2 separate regions of the Mus musculus genome follow, and region 2 is linked to region 1. A link is a contact called in public HiCAR-type data. All regions are on one chromosome and are shown on one strand. Each heading gives the region's core, a stretch centred on a gene start, on an enhancer-like site or on the middle of the called end of the contact. The rest is flanking DNA. Distances are from core to core; before and after follow the strand shown. Region 1 overlaps Extl3 (exostosin-like glycosyltransferase 3). Region 2 overlaps Fzd3 (frizzled class receptor 3).

The links. HiCAR-type assays count read pairs that join an accessible place to other places.
Region 2: a HiCAR-type map of astrocytes shows a contact between it and region 1, with 1.9 times the contacts expected there. The contact joins two enhancer-like sites. A contact is called at or near these places in 4 of 484 Hi-C or Micro-C datasets (the Ba/F3 cell line, embryonic stem cells, extraembryonic endoderm stem cells and 1 more), 1 of 115 datasets of contacts at active chromatin or transcription factors (astrocytes) and 1 of 9 other capture datasets (pancreatic islet).

The regions. Positions count from the first base shown.
Region 1 is chr14:65,067,637-65,071,006 of GRCm38.p6, reverse strand. The region is part of intron 3 of Extl3 (exostosin-like glycosyltransferase 3); the gene reads left to right. Among named protein-coding and RNA genes, the nearest start is that of Gm52118, 23 kb to the right of the region's middle. Within about 2 kb of position 1,561, at least 58 of the 459 cell types and tissues checked have an H3K27ac peak or open chromatin away from gene starts, as enhancers often do. A contact at or near this core is called in astrocytes, where this site is marked.
Region 2 is chr14:65,243,591-65,247,307 of GRCm38.p6, reverse strand. The region is part of intron 2 of Fzd3 (frizzled class receptor 3); the gene reads left to right. Among named protein-coding and RNA genes, the nearest start is that of Fzd3, 17 kb to the left of the region's middle. Within about 2 kb of position 1,662, at least 53 of the 459 cell types and tissues checked have an H3K27ac peak or open chromatin away from gene starts, as enhancers often do. A contact at or near this core is called in astrocytes, where this site is marked.

The DNA.
Region 1 (3,370 bases), core at 312-2,811:
CTGGAGGATGTTAGGCTGGGCTGAGCCAGTGTGAACTTAATGGTGTGAAGTGCTAGGTCTGGATTGCTGTCCTGGCCACTGCCCTGTGCTACGAAGAAGGATGTGACAGGAGTCTGGGCTTCTCTGAAGGATGGTGACAGAAGGCCAGCTGACCTGGGAATGTGCTGTGTGAAGCAAGCCAGTGTTCCTGTGAGTTCCTCCAACATGACTGATGTAGGCCAAGAGATGCTCTCCGCATTAGAAAGCAAGGCTAGGGGTCAGATGTTGTGGTACATACACTATACACTTGTATCGTATCTCAGCATCCAGAGGTAGAGCCAGGAGAACTGCAAGCCTATGTAGCCAGCCTGGGCTACATAGGTGAAGCAGGAAGACTGCATGTTAAAGGCCAGCCTGGGCTACACACTGAGTTCAGGGCCTGCCTGAACAGCGCAGCAAGAGGAAAAAATAAATCGGAGCAAATACTAAGGGGCCTCCTGACTTAGCCCTGTCATTCCTAAGCACTCCCCATTGCGTTGAATGTTTGGGATAGCAGAGCCCACTGCTTCCTGGTTCTGCTTACCTACTTACTCATCCGCGTGGTTATTTGATGTGCGTTGGACATCTTGGAGGCAGGCAGTATATGTACCATTCCTTCTGGTCGATGCCAGCCTCCTAATTGAAGCAGTAATTTGAAAGCTAGTCTTCTGAGTTACCAAAGTGTAACACAAAGTACGTCCGTATACCTTCCTGGCACAATGTAAAGAAACAGCCACTCCTGGGGGCTGGGGTGGAGGACAGTACTGTTGTAATTTGAAACAAAACCCCAACAAAAATGGGCATGTTTTTTAAGTTCCTTTCGGTTGACTCGTGTCTTTGACATTTGCCATGCTTTTCGCAAACTCCTAGAGACCAGTGCAGAGCTGTGTACAGTGCGTTTAGGAATGACTAAGTCTCTGTCAGGATTTTGTTGCTGAAACCCCGCAATGGTTGGCTGCTGAGTTGAGCACCTAGATTCCTCCTGCTCCCACCTCCCCTGTGCTGGGCTGAAGGTTGAAGCCTCCGCATTTGGCTTCCGAATCAGAGCTCTTCCCCCATCTTCCCTCTTAGGCTTCTTGACAGTCATCTCAGGGATGGACTTCAGTGAACTTATGCACAAACTTGCTTGTGAATCCAGTCCAGAGCTTGTCTGCTATTTGATTCCTGGCTTTCTGGTCTAGCCTAGTCAGGTCTTTTAAAGAATAAGGAGGGAGCCAGCTGTGCTGGCATATACCTTTTAATCCCAGCAGCTGGAGGGTGAGGCAGGAGGATCTCTGTGAGTAGAGGCCAGCCTGGTCTACATAGTGAGCTCCAGAACAGCCAGGATAATGTAGAGAACTGTCTCAAGTGGTGGCGTGGGGGAGAACAAGGAGGCCCGTAATTTGGCGCCTGTGAAATGCAGTTTATTTAGCTTTCAGCCGAGGAACCACCAGGTTCACACTGTCAATGAAAATCGGGTGAAATTTGCACAGCTTTTCTGATAGGCTCCACAGCCATGCTGCTTTCTTTGTACTGGTACAGAGCCATCTGCTGGGGCTCTTGGGAAGTGCGGCTTTGGTTGGTGGCTTGGAGATCCAGGGAATGTCCTCGCAGTTTGCAGCTTGGCTGAGTCTCTCAGGCTCTGTTGATAATCTTGCTGGAAATGAATTCACAGAACTGGTAATCTTAAAGAGAAGCCTGGGAAATTGAATTTCTCTATATAACTGCTGGGGCGAGGAGGGGCTGTGTTTGCAGAACTGCCTGAATACAGTGCTATGGGTGAACACAAGGGATGCTGGGAGAATGAATGAAAGACGGGCCATTTGAGTGAGCCGTCACCCTGTCCCATCATGTCTCAGGTGGCCACACAATCTTACCTGATAACTTCTCTGAAACTGGGCGCATTTAAAGGGGTAGGATTTTTACCATCACTAAACTTGCCTTTGGGGCTTGCTACTTATGGCCATCTTCTCACTCACTGGGGAGCAAAAGCTGCTGAAAATAAGGGCTTGGTGGCTCCCTTCCTAGCTGTGTGTGTGTCCATCTGTCCGTCCATCCATCCCTGTTGATGTTGCTGAGGACACAATCCAGGACCTTACACTCTAAGTGAGCCTTCTACCACCTAGCAGTACCTTGTGTGCTCTGTTCTCTCCCTCTAGTACTCTCTCCTTTGCTTTCCTTTAACCTAGTTTGACATTCTCTGCCTGGTAAATGGCCAGTCTTTTTCCTGACCAGAACTTGGCCTCTGTTTTGTTACCACTGAATCTGGGCTTCGGAGACCTTGGCTACAAACCCAGGCTTTTTTGTTTTGTTTTGCTTCTTTCTTTCTTTGCGCTTGCGCCTGCCTGCTTTCCTTCTTTCCTTCTTTCTTTCCTTCCTTCCTTCCTTCCTTCCTTCCTTGGTTAAATATTCTTGGGACAAGGTAAGTTTTTGAATCTGTTGCTGGGCTCTGCCACCTGGAATAGCATAGATCCTTCTTGGTGTTGATGGGGCTGGAACAGCTGTGGATCTGAGGCATGTCTAAAGCAGCCCTCCAGCTAATCTGTTACTTCACATACATTTGTAATTGACATCATTTTCTGTGATGGAACAGGGATTAATAATACATTTTTCAATGGTGACTTTGGGTTGAAGACATTTGCAAAGTTGGCAGGAGTTTAGCAGACAGGGGCCTGGGAATGTGAAGAGCAGGACTTTAGCCAGTTCCAATTGAGACTGCCTCCAAAGTCATGCTGATGTGGGAGCAGGTATTCTCTTCATAGCCCTCCCCTCAAGGAAAATCATGAGTCTCAGTGGTGTCATAGGGAGTGTGATAGCTCCCTTTGTTCACAGCACGGTATTAGCAGCTTTTTGTTGTTGTTGTTGTTGCCAGACACTGAGGCAGCTTACAGAGTGAAAGGTTTGTTTGGGCTTATGGTTCCAGAGGGACAAGGCACTGTCATGCCTCCACAGGGAAGTGAGACAGCGGGCATGGCAGCTGGGGCTAACCGCTCACATACTGGCCCACAGCAGGAAGCAAAGAGTAAACTCAGAGTGACCCAAGCCAGAATTCTTAAAGCTCTCACCATTGGTACATATCCTCCGGTAGGCATGCCTCCTAAACTTCCCAGACAGCCACCAAGTGGGAGCCAGACCTATGGGGACATCTCCCTCAAACCACAGTGCCTCAGCTATTAGTCCAACTAATGAGGAAATATTATTTTTACTCTGAGAAAGCAAAGAAGATCTCACAGGGAATGGTCCCTCTCACTTCCACGACACCATCTCCCCTGCACAGAGGATGACCTCCTCCTGACACCAAGTATCTGGACGTCCACACGCCCATGATCTCAGCCAAGTTTCCTGGATGAAAACATCTTTCTTTCCATCCTTC
Region 2 (3,717 bases), core at 413-2,912, 180 kb before region 1:
GGGAGGGCCCAGCCCATTGTGGATGGTGCCACCCCTGGCTGTCTATAAAAAGCAGGCTGACCAAGCCATAGCAAATAAGCCAATAAGCAGTACTCCTCCATGGCCTCTATCTCAGGTCCTGTGTCCAGGTTCCTGCCCTGTTTGGGCTCCTGTCCTGACTTCCTCCAATGAACAGTGATGAGGATGGAGGCTTAAGCCAAATAACCCTTTCTTTCCCAAGTTGCTTTGGCCATGGTGTTTGATCACAGCAATAGTAACCCTAACTAGGGCAGGCTAATATAAGAACCTTCTAAATTAAAAAGCAGAAAACTCGTACATACAGATAGTGGAGAATTATTTGCAGTTATTTCTGGTTTTGGGAACAAAAATAACAGCTTTTGAAATTTTGAATGTACCCCAATGAAACAATACCGATCCATATTTGTGGATAGGCTTTTTAAGGAAGAAAAATTCTTTTCTTTAAGCTCATATATTTAACTGCTAGAATACACCATATTTACTTTTTTTTTTTTAGGTTAAATATTTTTTTTTTTTTTTGAGACGGAGTTTCTCTGGCTGACCTAGAGCAAGATCTATAGAGCAGGCTGGCCTCAAACTCAGAGATCTACTTGCTTCTACCTCCAGAGTGCTAGGATTATAGGTTAATGTTTATGGGAAGATATTTTTTCTAAGCAAACAGTGTAGTGAAATGACCCATTTTATTATCTGTATTTAATTTTGCAGTGCTGGATAGCAAACCTAAGGCCTTGTGTATGGACTTACATCCCCTTCCCTAACAGATACGGCTTTAGAAGCCAGTTTTGTGACTAGGGTAAACCAAACAGAATTAAGAAGCTTCTAAATTAAAACACACACACACACATGCACACAGAGTATTGTTCGCAGTTGTTTCTGATTTTAGGAATAAAAATAACAGCTTTTAGAAATTCTGAATTGGTTTTCTTATGACAAATTACATTAAAGGAATCTTTTGAAATTCTTGCTTTAAATCAGATTATTAAGTAGAGTAGGATTTGCCCTATAAAGTATTATTTTTTAAGTATGTCATAATCCAGAACTATCTACAATAGAGAAATGTTAAAGAAGTTTACTAACCAAAGAAGAGTCTTACGTACTGTTTTAAGAGCTCTACTTTGACGTATGAAAGTGAATAGATTCCTGTGATAATAGATTATTCAATTTCCCAAGCTATTATCAATGAGTAGACTACCATGATACATTTTTGAAAATTAAGGTTTGAAAAAGAAAAACAGTTACTGAATTAAAGGTGGTTTTGTTTTTGTTTTTAACTAGAGCTTTTTGGCTTAGTTTATTTTGTAGAGACAGAAAACAATTCTTAAAAGTTTGCACGTGACGTCATCAGAAGCTTTATTGTTCCAGAAAGGGAGACTGGATTTGGGGTTTTGTTTTGTTTTGCTTTGCTTTGATATTTTGAGTCTCATAATTTTACTTACATAAATATTTTCATAAGTTGTTTGGAATAACTTCTTATTCCAACTGGATCTAAAGTAGCTATGAATAGGAGTTTTAGATTTTCAAGGCTGTTCCACATTGGTTCACACTTAGTGAGTTTAGTCATGCTGTTCCCAAACCTAGTGTGGCACAGTTTCTATAGTTACCAGGCCCTTTGTGCAGTGACAAAGGTTGGAATTCTGATTCTCCTGAGTCAGATTTTGGCCTTTGACACTGTCCCCTTTTCACACCCTTGCTAAGCTTGGACTGTGGCTATGCTTGAAGGTTTGTCAGTTAGCAGGTTGCTATGGTAACGAATGGAAATTTGAGAGTTGAAAGAATGGGAGCACAAAGGCTTGGTTGATTTGAATTTAAACAAAGAATGCAAGGTTCCATGCAGTGCACCTTTGTTGTAGAAATCAGAAATCTAGTTTTTAGAAAGTTACTTTCCAGTTTGTAAACTTCCTATACTCGGGTCTTGATTTAGGGAATAAAAACATCCCTGCTTAGAGAAACACTCAGGAAGAATCATTTAGAATTCAATCAGCCATGTTCCTTTCTCTTTCATAGACTGTGAGTACTGTTCCTTATGTTATAGATAGATAGAGATAGATAGATAGATAGATATGTTATAGATAGATAGAGATAGATAGATAGATAGATAGATAGATAGATGGATGGATGGATGAATGGATGGATGTTCTCAACCTAAGTGTCAAGGCCACATCATTTAATTTTATTTTGCTGTGATAAGAAATTGTTAAGACCAAGTTGATTTACTTAGTTTTTCATAATAGCTTTATTGGGTTATACCATATATAGTAAACTCCACTTATGTAAAGTGTTCCCTTTGATGAGTTTTTAACAGCTCCTGTATTACCATTATCAAAGTATAGAACTTTTCTATCACATCAGAAGCTGCCTTATATCCTTCGTAGTCCACATTCTCTGCTCATGCTTTCAGCTTTCACAGGTGTGTTCTCTGTCCTTATGGATTGGTGCACGTGCTAGTGTTGTATAGGCATGGACTCATACATGATTTGCTTTTTTAGATGTTATTTTTAGTTATATGTATGTGTGTTTCTGAGTGTGGGTTTATGCAGATGAGTACAGTGCCCATGGAGGCAAGAAATGGTTATCAGCTCTCCAGGTAGTTGGTTGGCAGCTGCCTGATGTGGGTGAGGGAAGATGAACTTTGTGCTCTTACCTGCTGAGCCATTGGCTCAAGCCCACAGTATCTACCTTTTTATATCTGGTTTCTGTCTCCTATCATCATGATTTTGGGGTTACCTACTTTGTTTGACATTTTGAAAAAAACTCCACTTGAGTTTCCCCATTTGACAGTTGAGAACAGGGAACAAAGTCACCCTGCTATAGCCCTACTATACGTGAAATTATTTCCTATTTTATTTATAAGTATTATTTATTAGTTGTTCTAATTGTATTAAGACCGTTTTATAAAAGGGCAAACTAAAACAGAAGTTAAGTGAAACAAATTGGATAAGTTCAAGGGATCTGTGTAAAAATGTCAAAGTTTGCCTGATGCTTAGATTTGTGTTTATAATTGTATGACCTTGGACAAGTTAGCATTTTGTGTCTGTTGTATGAAATTATTCAATTTGAGGCACTTTAAGCCCTACTGTGCTAATAACTGTCAGCCAAAATGTAGCTCAGGATATTTATAGTTCAGTGCAAACACACAAAATGGTCATTAAAATAAATTTTATAACTTAAGATGGGTAGTGCTCACAGATGGAGATTTTGATAACATATTAACAGAGATACCTCATCTGGCAGTTTACAGTTTGCGTGTTACCACACATATATGTGCATGTTTGTCACATATGTACATACATCATCATATGAATGTAATTCTTTTTTTTTTTTGAGACAGTCATACTGTAGTTCTGGCTGACTTGTACCTTGTTGTAGATCAGTCTGGCCTTGAACTCATGGAGATCTGCATGCCTCCTCCTCCCAGGTGCTGTTAACTTTGCCTTTAATTTTTAAATAATTGTAGTCTCTTAGGAAGTTAGGAATTTGCAAGAATGGGACACAGAGATTACATATGTCTCTTCTCTATTCCCTGCTCTTATCTTACTATTTTATAAAATTTTGATATCTAGTTAACATTGAAAGATATATGCATTTTTCCAGGTCTTTGCTATTACAAATAAAACTCAGCGTAAACATTTGTGACAATTTTTTCTGTGGACATAATTTTTCATTTCTTTGGGATAAATGACCAAGAATGTGAGTGCAGTG